Linked DNA regions of Anas platyrhynchos: region 1 is linked to region 2. A link is a contact called in public Hi-C data. All regions are on one chromosome and are shown on one strand. Each heading gives the region's core, a stretch centred on a gene start, on an enhancer-like site or on the middle of the called end of the contact. The rest is flanking DNA. Distances are from core to core; before and after follow the strand shown.

Evidence for each region. Hi-C and Micro-C count contacts between places; a contact is called where the count stands out from the background.
Region 1: a contact with region 2 is called in a Hi-C map of skeletal muscle, with 8 times the contacts expected there. The contact joins the promoter of LOC113844492 here to the enhancer-like site in region 2. A contact is called at or near these places in 5 of 8 Hi-C or Micro-C datasets (liver, skeletal muscle, small yellow follicle and 1 more).

The regions. Positions count from the first base shown.
Region 1 is chr9:12,616,527-12,621,905 of IASCAAS_PekinDuck_T2T, reverse strand. LOC113844492 reads left to right here and starts at 3,921. Exons shown (of 3, transcript XR_011811517.1): 1 at 3,921-5,379. It overlaps LOC110351774, which reads left to right and starts at 1,057. Exons shown (of 2, transcript XM_027464783.3): 1 at 1,057-1,436; 2 at 1,928-3,766. The coding sequence starts at 1,140. The coding sequence ends at 3,553. LRRC15 (leucine rich repeat containing 15) reads left to right here. Exons shown (of 2, transcript XM_027464784.3): 2 at 1-519.
Region 2 is chr9:12,508,621-12,514,349 of IASCAAS_PekinDuck_T2T, reverse strand. No RefSeq gene overlaps it. Among named protein-coding and RNA genes, the nearest start is that of HES1, 79 kb to the left of the region's middle. Within about 2 kb of position 1,474, at least 2 of the 8 cell types and tissues checked have an H3K27ac peak or open chromatin away from gene starts, as enhancers often do.

The sequences.
Region 1 (5,379 bases), core at 2,672-5,171, 110 kb before region 2:
CAGCACGGTGAGAGCAGCGCCCTGCCCTGCCCTGCCCTGCCCTGCCCCGCCTCAGGCGGCCTCTCGGCCCCGCACGCTTGTGCTTCCCCTGCCTGCAGCGCTGCGGGGCTGCCTGCGTGTCCCAAGCACTGCAGCCCCCAGCCCTCCTGCATCCCTGCCCGGCAAAGCTGCAGCCTCTCCTCTCCCTGCTCCCACCCCGTGGTGCCCCTGCTCCGTGCCCAGCCCTGCTGGCAGCCTGAGTGGTGCCGGGGCACGGGGTATGGGGCAGCATGTGCGGCACCGGGCTGCACGGGAATGGTGCTACAGGACAAGGGTCGCAGTGGGTGTGAACCCCCTTGTGTGGGCTGCCCACGGAGCTCTGTGAGGCAGTGGTGGCACAGGCAGACCCGTGCTTGTGCGTGTGATGGGATGCTTCTTCGGGCTGGGACCTGCACAATGGCTAGAAATGTGGGACTGTGCCTTGGGGCTGTTTGGTACTGCTCTGTGATCTCCCATTAAAGCACGGTTGTCCATCTCCAGTGCCAAGAGTTCTTTGTTTGCTCCTCTGCGGCGAGTGGCATCCTTGGAATAACCCAGCAGGGACAGGAGCTTTGCTTTGCTGCCTCTCCAACGTGATTTCCTCATGGTGAGGCTGCTGGGGGTGGGAGAGGGCCAGAGGTTGTGGCTGCAAAGCCCAGGCTGGCCTGGGGTAAGGGAGGGCTTGGCTGTCCGACGGCAGCAGGATGGCTTTTGGAGAGCAAGCTGAGACCTCAACGAGTTCCCTGATGGAGCCGGAGCTGCTGACTGCCTCCTGTGCAGCCCTGTCCTCACAGCAGGGCTCTGAGGGTTTGTGCTGAGCTTCTCCAAACTTCACCAGCTGAGTGCACATAAGTGTCCCTCCTCCTTCCCCAGGGGTCTCTCCACGTCCTGGGTGTGATCCCAGCCCATCCCAACCCTTGCAGGGCATCCCTCATGGGGTCGTGCATTGCTCCTCCAGGCAGGTTACCTCTCCTGGGGAGTTCAGCTGGTCCATGGGTCCCTCTGGCCACCCCACCACTGCCTGGATGCACCGGCTGGAGGTTGTGGGGCTGCAGCAAGCTGACACGCTCAGCTTGGTGTGGGACCAGTGCCACCGATGGCAGCAGGGCCTTGGCACAGCTATGGGGCACATCCAGGGCCGCGGCCCCGCTTCCCTGCCAGGACACACTCATGGCTACCAGCCCGTGCCCTGCGTGCGTTCACCTCCTGTCCCCTGGGCCGGGCTGTTTTTTGAAGCGCTCCAAGGACACGGGTTGTTGTTGCCGATAAGCAGAAAGGGGCAGCTCCGCCCCAGCAGGAACGCTCTGTCAGCTGCCTCCACATCCGCCCCACAAAACATCTTCCCTTTTCGGCGGGGCTCGCTCCTCGCTGTGGGCTCGGCAGTCCCCATGGTGGTGGTCCCCACGATGCCGCTCACGGTAAGTGGCAAGGCTCAGGGAATTTGGGACGGGTTTGTTGGGGGCCTTGGGGTGGGTGGGAAGTGCTGGAAACAAGTCAGGTGGCGAGAGGGAGAGGCCATGCCTGATGGTGCTCCAGGGCACGGCTCTAAGTCCAACACACCCCCTGGCACAGGATGTCCCCGGTGGGTGTCACAGCAGGACGGGCACTGTCCCCTGTCACCGGGCGGCAGCAGCACGCGTCCCAGGCACGGGGGAGCTGGTGGTGGTCTGGGTGTTTCTGCTCAGCCCCTGCTCTTCCACGTACCCTCCCTTCTTTAGCAGAAGCTCTGGCTCTGAAACGTTCCTGCCAGAAGGATGTTTTCGATGGGCAATTATAAAATAACAACTGGTTGTATAAAAATACAACCAGTAAAATATAAACCCACAACCAGCAGAGCCCCCTTGGTGCGTGGCTGAGCGTAGGTGAGCCTGGTGGCCCTACAGCAGCTGATGCTGGTTTCCTCCTCCAGCGCAGGGTGATGGTCTATGTGGTGCTGGGGCTGGGGTCCCTGCTGGTGGGGGGGCTGCCCCCTCCCTGCCCCCCGCCCTGCCAGTGCTACGACACCTCCAAGGTCTTCTGCTCGGAGGAGAAGATGAGGGAGATCCCGGCGGGCCTGCCGGGGAACGCCACCCAGCTCTTCTTCGTGGAGACGGCCCTGAGCAGCATCGGGAGCGGGGCGCTGGGCTCCAGCACCACGCTCACCAAGCTGGTCTTCCTCAACAACCACATCGAGGAGCTGGAGGCGGGTGCCTTTTGGGGGCTGCCCAGCCTGGCCGAGCTGGAGATCTCGGGCAACCCGCTGCCGGCCGTCAGCCCGGGGCTGCTGGCGGGGCTGCCCAGCCTCACCACGCTCTCCCTGAGCTCCAACGCCATCCACTCCCTGCAGCCGGGGCTTTTCGCCTCCGCCTGCCACCTGCAGGACCTGCGCCTGCGGGGGAACAAGATCGATGAGCTGCCCCCTGCCATCTTCCACCCGCTCCGCCACCTGCAGGCCCTGGACCTCTCGCAGAACGTGCTGACCGAGCTGCCCGACGGGCTGCTTGCCCCGCTGGCTGCCCTCCGCGTCCTGAAGCTGAGCGACAACATGCTGGCACAGCTCCCACCCGGTGCTTTCGGGACACTTTCCCGGCTGGGTGAGCTCCACCTCGACGGCAACCAGCTGGCCGAGCTGCCCGCTGGGGCCTTCGCGGGGCTGGGTGCGCTGCGGCGGCTGCAGCTGCAGCACAACGCCCTGGGCAGCCTGCGCCCCGACGCCTTCGCCGGCCTCTCCAACCTCACCTTCCTCAGCCTGGAGGGCAACCAGCTGGCCTCCCTGCCCGCCACCCTCTTCCAGGGCACCCCGGGCCTCCTGCACCTCTCGCTGGCCCGCAACCAGCTGCAGGCGCTGCCCCCGGGCGTCTTCGCCAACCTCTCGGTGGCGCAGAGCCTGGTGCTCTCACACAACGCCCTGGCTCGCCTCCCCGCCGAGGCTTTCCAGGGGTTGGTGGAGCTGACAACGCTGCAGCTCGGCCACAACAACCTCTCCAGCCTGCCGCCGGGGCTGCTGGACGGGCTGCCCAGCCTGGCCACGCTGGGGCTGGAGCACAACCGCCTGCCCCGCCTGCCCGCGGGCTTCTTCAATGCCAACGAGGAGCTGGTGCGCGTGGGGCTGGAGGATAACCCCTGGGCGTGCGACTGCCGCCTCGCCTACCTCCTGGGCTGGCTCCAGGTCTTTTCTGACCCCCTCCTCCACGTGCAAGCTTTCTGTGCCAGCCCGGCCACCCTCAAGGGCCAGCCCCTGCTGGAGGTGACCCACAGGCAGCTGGCGTGTGCCAAAGATGAGGGCCGGGACGCGGTGCCCGGGGAGGATGCACCAGGGCAGTGCACCTACAGCAACCCCGAGGGCACCCTGCATGTGTCCTGCAATGCCACGAGCTGTCAGCGGCTCAGCCTTCGCCTTCCTCCTCCTCCTCCCAGCCAGGCGGTGGGGCCAGGGACCGAGTACCGGGGTGCCTGGGTGCTGCGTTCCTCCTGCGGCACGCTGCAGGTCAGCGTCCTCGTCATGGCGCAGGGCCCGGATGTGACCACCCCACGCGGGCTCCCTGCTACACCCTAGGACTCAGGCATATGCTGCTGCTCCTCGTGGTCATCCTGCTGGTGCAGCGGCCACACCAAAATCAGCCTGAGAAACGATGCTCTGTGTCCTGCATTGATGTCCCTGCCATGGTCACCGTCACCGTGCTCTGTGCTGGAGCTGGACTCATGGTGCCTCTTCACCCAGCCGTGCGTTCCTGTGTGTTTCAAATATTATTAAAGTGTACGTATCATTCCTGTGCAGCCTGTTCCCAAGGTGCAGAGGGGGAAGATGCCGTCTGTCTTGCAGGGGAAGGCGGCTGTGATCCCGCAGGGCTGTGGCTGGAGGCCCTGGGCCAGGCTGCGAGGGGCGCGGGTCCCTGGGGTTGCTCCTTGCTGGGTGCTGCCCTCAGGGCTCGGCACCTCGCGGAGATGGGTGCCTAAGGGAAGCATCCTGCCCTGCCCTAACGGGGTAAGTGTGTGTGTGCGTGTGTGTGACTGTGTGTGTGTGTGTGCGTGTGTGTGCACACGCGTGGGTGCGCGCCCAGCCAGCTGAACCCTTCTCCCCGACGGCGCTGCAGCCGGGGCTGTGCTGCGCGGTGCTGCTGCTCCATCTGGTGGCCGGCGGGGCTGGGGGTGTCCCGGGCCGGGGAGAGCCGGGGGGGCCCTGCCAGAGCCCGGCCGCCCTTCCCCGAGCCGTCCTGCCCGGCCTGCCCGCAGCCACGGGGCGCCTGGGGTGCCCCTCGGGGGCGCGCTGCTTTGCTGCCTCTCCCCTCCAACTCAGCCCCACCGCTGCTCAGAGGGAGAGGAGGCACCAAGGGGGGAGTTTTGTGTTCTCCCAGCCTGCTCCATCAGCACAGTGTGCTCAGCAGGGTCCCCCGGCTGGTGCCCAGCAGAGGTGAGCCCCACGGCCAGCCACAGCCCCGCAGCCAGCTGCCAGGACGGGGCTGTGTGTCTGTCCAGCAGGGCCACAGAAGTCATCACCATTATCAGCTTGAGCAAGCGGCTTCACAGCAGCACCTTTCAGCCACGTAAGCCTCTTCTCGAGGAAGGAAAAACAGGCTGGCCTGAAGATCTTCGGGCTTCCCTGGATGTGAGCAGCCGCGTGGTGCCAGCAGATAACACCTGAGAGCGCCTGCGTCCTTTCCTGGGGCGCGTGGGACTGCTCCCCATGGCTCTGTGCTGTGTGCTTATCTCCTCCAGCAGCCCTGCAAAGCCAAGCCCCATGCCTGGGCGGTGGATAAAGCTCCCCAGGTGATGGGACCCCTCGTCCCCTGCCTGGCACAGCACGGTGCGGCGCTCCAGCGGCTGGACGCGTTCCCAAGCGCTCAGGCAAGTCGGGGGTGCGAAATGCTTCAAAGTGTGCCAGGAGGGTGGTTCTGGGGAGCTGCTGGTCTGTGTCCTTGCTGCTGGGGAGAGGGACAGGCAGGGACATCACAGCCAGGGTGTGCAGGGTGAGCCCCCCATGGGGGCTCCCTTTCTGTCCAAACCCAACAGCTTGCAGCCTCCTGGCTTTGCCGACCTCTCGACACTTTTCAGAAAATATCTAGGTCTTTTCAAAGCAAACTTAGCCTCCTGGCTGTAGCTTTTGCCGTGGTTAGTTTTGATGGATGCCTGAGAAGCAGCCCATGGCTCTTTCTTTTTTTTGCTGCTGGTGGATGTGAGCCAGTGAGCTCAGCTCCGAGCTGCCGGTCAGGGCCCTAAATGCTGGGTTTTAAACAGGAAATCTGCGGACATCTCCAAGTCTTTTAGAGAGCCTGGTCCTAAACTTGGTTGCTGCTTATAAGCCAATCATTTATATCTGACAAAGCTGCATAACTAATGCCAAAATATAATGTGATTAGCAGGGGTCCTGAAAAGGAGGCATTT
Region 2 (5,729 bases), core at 225-2,724:
CAGGCTCCACCGTGCACGGTGACAAGCTGTGTCTGCAGGAGCCTGACCCTGCTTGGCTCAAAGCCTCTCCAGTGAGGTTTCCCATGCTCACTGATGCTGCCATGCTGGCGTAGTGCATCTGTGGAGGGATCCGCAAAGCAGCTCTGAGGAAGACTTATTTTCCCTACCAACTGCCCCCCTTTTTACAACCAAGCTGAAGGAAAACATTTCCTGATGTTCTGCTTTGAGGAAGCGACTTTCCCCTTCCCGTTTCAATGGGTAAAGGCACTGGAAGCCCCAAAGAAACCCAGGCAGCTCCCAGCACATTTTCAGCCAGAGAAGTGCCAGAGTCCTGTGGTGATGAAGGGTAATTCAAGCTAAACGGGGCTCCCAGATTTGCCCCAGAAGAGCATCCAAACCAGACCTGAACTGCAGCGTGGAAACAACTTGCAAAATACGATCAGAGAGCAACTTGCACTACTGCAGTGTAGCAATGGAGGGGCACACAACCTGCCAGGGAGGTGCCTGCAGCATCACCCCTCCTCTCCCTCTCTGCTCCCTCGGTTAGCATCATCTCCTGCCCAAGTGGGTGAGCAGCAGTGTGGCAAACACCCGCATGTGTGCCTGGCATCAGAGTGATCTGCTTTGAGATCCCAGTGCCTGTCTAGCCCTGGTACCCCAGCACTGCTGCCCTCAGCAGATCCAAGCCAGGGTGTGCTGGCTATTGATGAGGCTTTAGCAGCAGGAAGAATTAGCAGAGAAGCCTCCGTGGCTTTGGGTCTTAATGAGATTCATTTCCAAAAAAGCCCAGGGTCTCCTTGCAGAAGGGGATCACCTGAAGACTTTGAAAGGAAAAGAAGATGTACTTCATTAGCACTACAAGAGCAGAGCTCGGCAGGAAAGGAGAAAGGCGAGTTGAGTCCAGGCCACATGTGTGTCAGGGCAGCATTTTGCTCCATCTGTGGCACGGACATTTGAGTGTACTGGATTCCAGGTTAAAGGAATATGCATGAGTGCATAGTCTTCTATAAGCAAATGAGATGCCACTTAAAGGTCACACTGAAACTGGCCTCTCTGTGATTCCCTAGGAGTGAAATAGGATTTGTGGCCATAGTAAAAAATACCAGAATTGCTGTTTAGGCTGCACATAGCCTGGGATCTGGTTTCAGGGGCTTTGCAGGGACATTCCATGCCACTTCCAAGGACTTGTTAAAAAAATATTTCATACCAACAGAGTTCTGTGGTATTTTTTCCAGCTAGTCCTGCAGGCTACCATGGGGAAATTCACTAGCAGGATTGCTGTAGGACTCTGACTCACACAGGAACTTTTATTGCTGCTTTTAAATATTTGACTGCCTTTTGGCTGCTGGCAGAAAAGTTATTAAATGTTTTACCAGACGTGGCCTGAAACTCTTTATAAAAACATCCTGGCCTGGCATACAGCATATGTCTCTACTTATCTCTGTAGCATGTGCTCAAAGCTTTCACATATCCCCTGGCAGTGGAAGAAACTTGGGACCTTCGTGTTTCTAGGCTGCAGATAAATAGAGCATCCAATGTCCTGTGCTCCTGTGAGTAAATCTTCTGGTATGCAAATGGTCCTGCTGCATCAAGTTTGCAGGACTGAAAAGGATGAAGCCCCAGTACAGACTCTAGGTTATGTCTCATATGCACAGTTCTGTGGCCTGATATTGCCAGGATCTGTCTACTTAGACACTCAACCCTTACTTGAGGGACTAGATCGAGTGAGGAGCTCTTGCAAGTAGTCCTGTTAATGTCACTGAGTCGGGTGACACTTTTAGTAGTGCGACACATTGTTTCTTTGCTCAAAGCCCTTTCCCCCATCATTGTTCTTCTCCTTCATCTTCCTTCACAAATTAAGATGAAACAAAGAAAAAGCATCCCACAAACCAGAGCAGAGAGGAACTCCTTCCCAGCATTGCGTGGAAGAAAGCAGGAAAAAAATCACCGCCTGTTTCTGCTTTCACAACAGCAATAAATCAGGATGTTCTGCTAGAGGGGCTGTTCATCAGAAGTACTTGTGCCTGTACTTCGTTGCTCTACTCCCTGATTATTTTGCCCTGTGACACAGTGATCAAAAGCAGTGGGTTATCACTAACAGTGCCTGCTGCTTAGCCGTGCTTCAGGAAAGTAACAAATACAGCTTGAACTTCTTTGCATCTCTCCACAGGCAGCCTACAACTGAACGCACCTGCAGAGGTGATAAACATAAGCAGTTAAGGGGAAGGAGAGAGGATTTGCACATCAGTGGCACAGCAGCCTGGAAGCAGCCCCGCTCCTACTGCAGGGGGTGAGAGTGTGCCTAGACCGCCCCTGGGGCAGCCTGGGGCAGCTTACAGGGTTACCTCTAAATGGACTAGCTGTGGTACTGCTGCACATCAACAGCTCAGAGGGCTGCCAGATTTCCTGGGGATTTCAGGCTCTAACAGCCAGCCTGCACTGGGCTCATTCCCGCTCTGCTGGGAAAGCTTGCAGGGAATAGCTTGGAGCTAGCTCAGGGTCGTCCCTGCGGGCTTCACAGTAGGCAAACCTCACATGTTCTACAGCTGTCGGTGAGGCTGAACTCTGGGGTAATGCAGGGCAGATCCAGGCACAGCCCCTGATCTGAACTATTTCATTGCGGACTAACCCCAAATCCCTACCTTTCAGCAGCTTCTGCTTGGGTGCAGATGGCAGGGCTGGGCCCTGCTGGGCTGAAGGTGCAGAACGGCCACTGGAGGAACTAAAAAGGCTCATGGGTGCCTGGGTGCAAGCCTTCCCTGCTCCGACACATGCATGTGCACTGCTCTGACCCACCTCCACCAGCTGTATCCAAGCCATCACTCCTTGCAGAAGATGACTTGCTCATTATCACAAACACCGACACAGGTCCAGCAGGAGCAAGCTGCAAGCCCCACTGCACACATCTCCCCAGACCTGAGGAGCAGGATCTATTTGGTTTGGAGATTGCTTTCTCCCACGTGTCCGAAGGTGCCGGAGCAGCCCTGCATGTCCTGGGGAGCCAGGAAGGGCAGAGCCCAGCGTTACCAAGGGCCGCTGGTGCCCTCTGTTGTCACAAAGAAATATAGGAGCTGCTGAGAGCACGAGTGGGACATGCCACCCAGCATGGGGAGCAGGGCACCTCTCTGGGTTACAGGCATCAGGGCAGGGCTGAGACTTGCAGCTCCTTCCTGACTGCAGCAGCACTGAATGGATCTAGCTTTGGGTTTGGCTGCCGGTGGGTTTGGCACCCACAAAGGGCAAGACTGGCTGTTTCTTACGACTCCTTTATCTCTGAAGAGATCTGCTGCATCAACCAGAGGATCTCAGAGCATCCCAGGATATTGCTTTTGCCTTCCTAAAGAGCTACAGGGATGCATATGAAACAGTCCCTGGCAACCACACCCCAGGGTTCTTAACTAAACACTACATGTGCAAAAGAACCCATGCCTTCTTTTAAAAGGGAGATGCAGCATTGCCATAGGTAAGGTTTGATGCCTCAACACGTGTGGTGGCACTGAGTGATCTCTGCTGAGAAGAGATCCCTGCAGTCCCTGCTGCCCAGCTCAGCTGCAGTTCACACGTTTTTCACAAAGCAATACACCCACATGTTCCAGCACCAGCGCCTGGCTGCTCTGAGTATTGCCCTGGACTGTGCCTAGGATCATATGGAGTACTCAAACTGTAAATTCTGCTAGCAGGAAACCTCACCCACAGTCCCGGCACTGCTCTGCCCCCCTCCCACCTTCACCCTGTGAACCAGGCCAGCAGCCACTGGGACAGGCAGCGTTTTGCTGGGCTGACTGCTGGGATTTCAGCCTGCCTTCCTGGTCCCTCACACCTCAGTGCTTTTGTTCACCATCAACAATAGCTGGTTTCACCCACTATCTGCTGAGTTAGTCTGCTGTAGGGAGAGTACTGGCAAGCAAATAAGGTTTGAGTTGCGGTGATGGGGCCAAGTCTAAGTCCAGCTAAAGAGCAAAGCCTGTTTTTGTCAAAGGTGTTGAGATCTCCAACACAGAGAGCTACAAGGGGGAGAATGTGCCTAGAAAACTTGGCCCTATATGCATCACTTATGACTTTCTTATGGTTCTGACCCAGACACACAGAGTTTTGGGCTCTGCAGCTTGTGGCCCCAAAAGACAAATCTGACAGTCTATCTTACAGCACCACCTCCTTCCCTATCTTCCTAAGGGGCAGCATGCCTCACACCAGCCTCCAAACAACAGTAGGGCCCTGGGCATCACTCAAGCACAAGGTTTTGTGCCCTGTGAAGCCAGTTTGCAGCCTCCCACCACATTCCCAGGTATTGCACAGAGCTTGAATTCCCTACTCACCTACTAATAGGGGCCCAACCCTGCTGAACAGGCCCCTGATGTCTTGGAGATTCCTCAGGCTCAGGCGCACTTCAGGGCCTGCAGATATGATAATACAGCCATCACCTTAAAAACTAAAATACGCAATCAGGTTCTTAACAGGAGTAGTCAGATTTGACTCTATTCAGAGCAGAACAAACATCAGTAGGAAGTGGCCAGTTTCTGTCTCTTCAGTGATGGTCAGCAGGAATTTGTGTGCATGTCACAAGGCAGCGCTATGGAGAAGAACCATTCATTTTTCTACTTATTTAGTATTTTAATAGCAATTCAGCACCTACCACAAAGAACCTCCTTACAGTCTATAAATGTTTGTGTAATTAAGTATTAACATTAATTATTATTGCAGATAAAAGAAAAATTGCTACCTGGTCAACTCAGTATAGATTATACTCTTTATGGATTACCTCTGGAGAGATGCAAGTTATCAATATTTGTTATTAAAAATAGCTGCAACAATTGAAGCCCCTGTGTGCTTGTTAACTTGTTGCTAATAACAGAGCTCAAGAGCTTCAGATATAGCAATTATGTGTTATATTTCTTCATGAATGATTCACTGACATACAGAAAATCTCTTCTAAAGCCACCCTGCATCGCTTCCTTCAAACCCCACGAACACTCCTGCTTCAAAGTCCTCATCCTGAACATCTGTGGGAATCACAGGTCGCAGAGCAATAGACCCAGCTGGGGCAATTCACCAGGCCCTGAGAATGAACATCAATCAAATGCTCCACAGAGCTGTGCCTCCAGCACAGATGACCCTCCCTAGAAGCTGGCTTTATCTGGGAGGGCAGCAGGACTCAGTTTCTCACCGAAGGGAAGTTTTTCACACACACTGTCTCAATCTCTGCGTCATTGCTGGAGCATCCAGCACACAGCAGAAATGAAGGGTAACACATCGATGTGGGCTCTTCTTTAGGATTTCACCTGCATAACCAGGAGCAGACCCGTGTCCTATATACAGAGCCAGCTGCTGCATTAGCCCCCAGACCTACAGGGTGCTGCCCTATAGGCAGCCCCGCTCTGCCTGGGTGGCAGCGCTGCGGGAGCGAGCGCTGGTAGGCTGCACAGCCCGCCCGAGGAACTCCTACCTCAGCACGCTCTATTTTATTTAACAATCCCATTTCCTTTTCCTGAATTTCTGGAAAGAGACTGGCGTTTCTCCAGGGTTTTCTCTCTAAAGTGCAGCCTACACATGGAAATAAAAACATTTAGGAAGGGATTGGCCCCGCTAATTGGCTGAACACCTCCAGCGGTGCCAAGACGCTCGCAGGACAGACAGAGGTGCGGAGCTTCACGCCTTCTCCTGTAACCACCGAGACAGCCTGTTTCCAGAGCAGGGAAAGGCAAGGCTGCCTGTGTGCTGTCTCTCTCCCA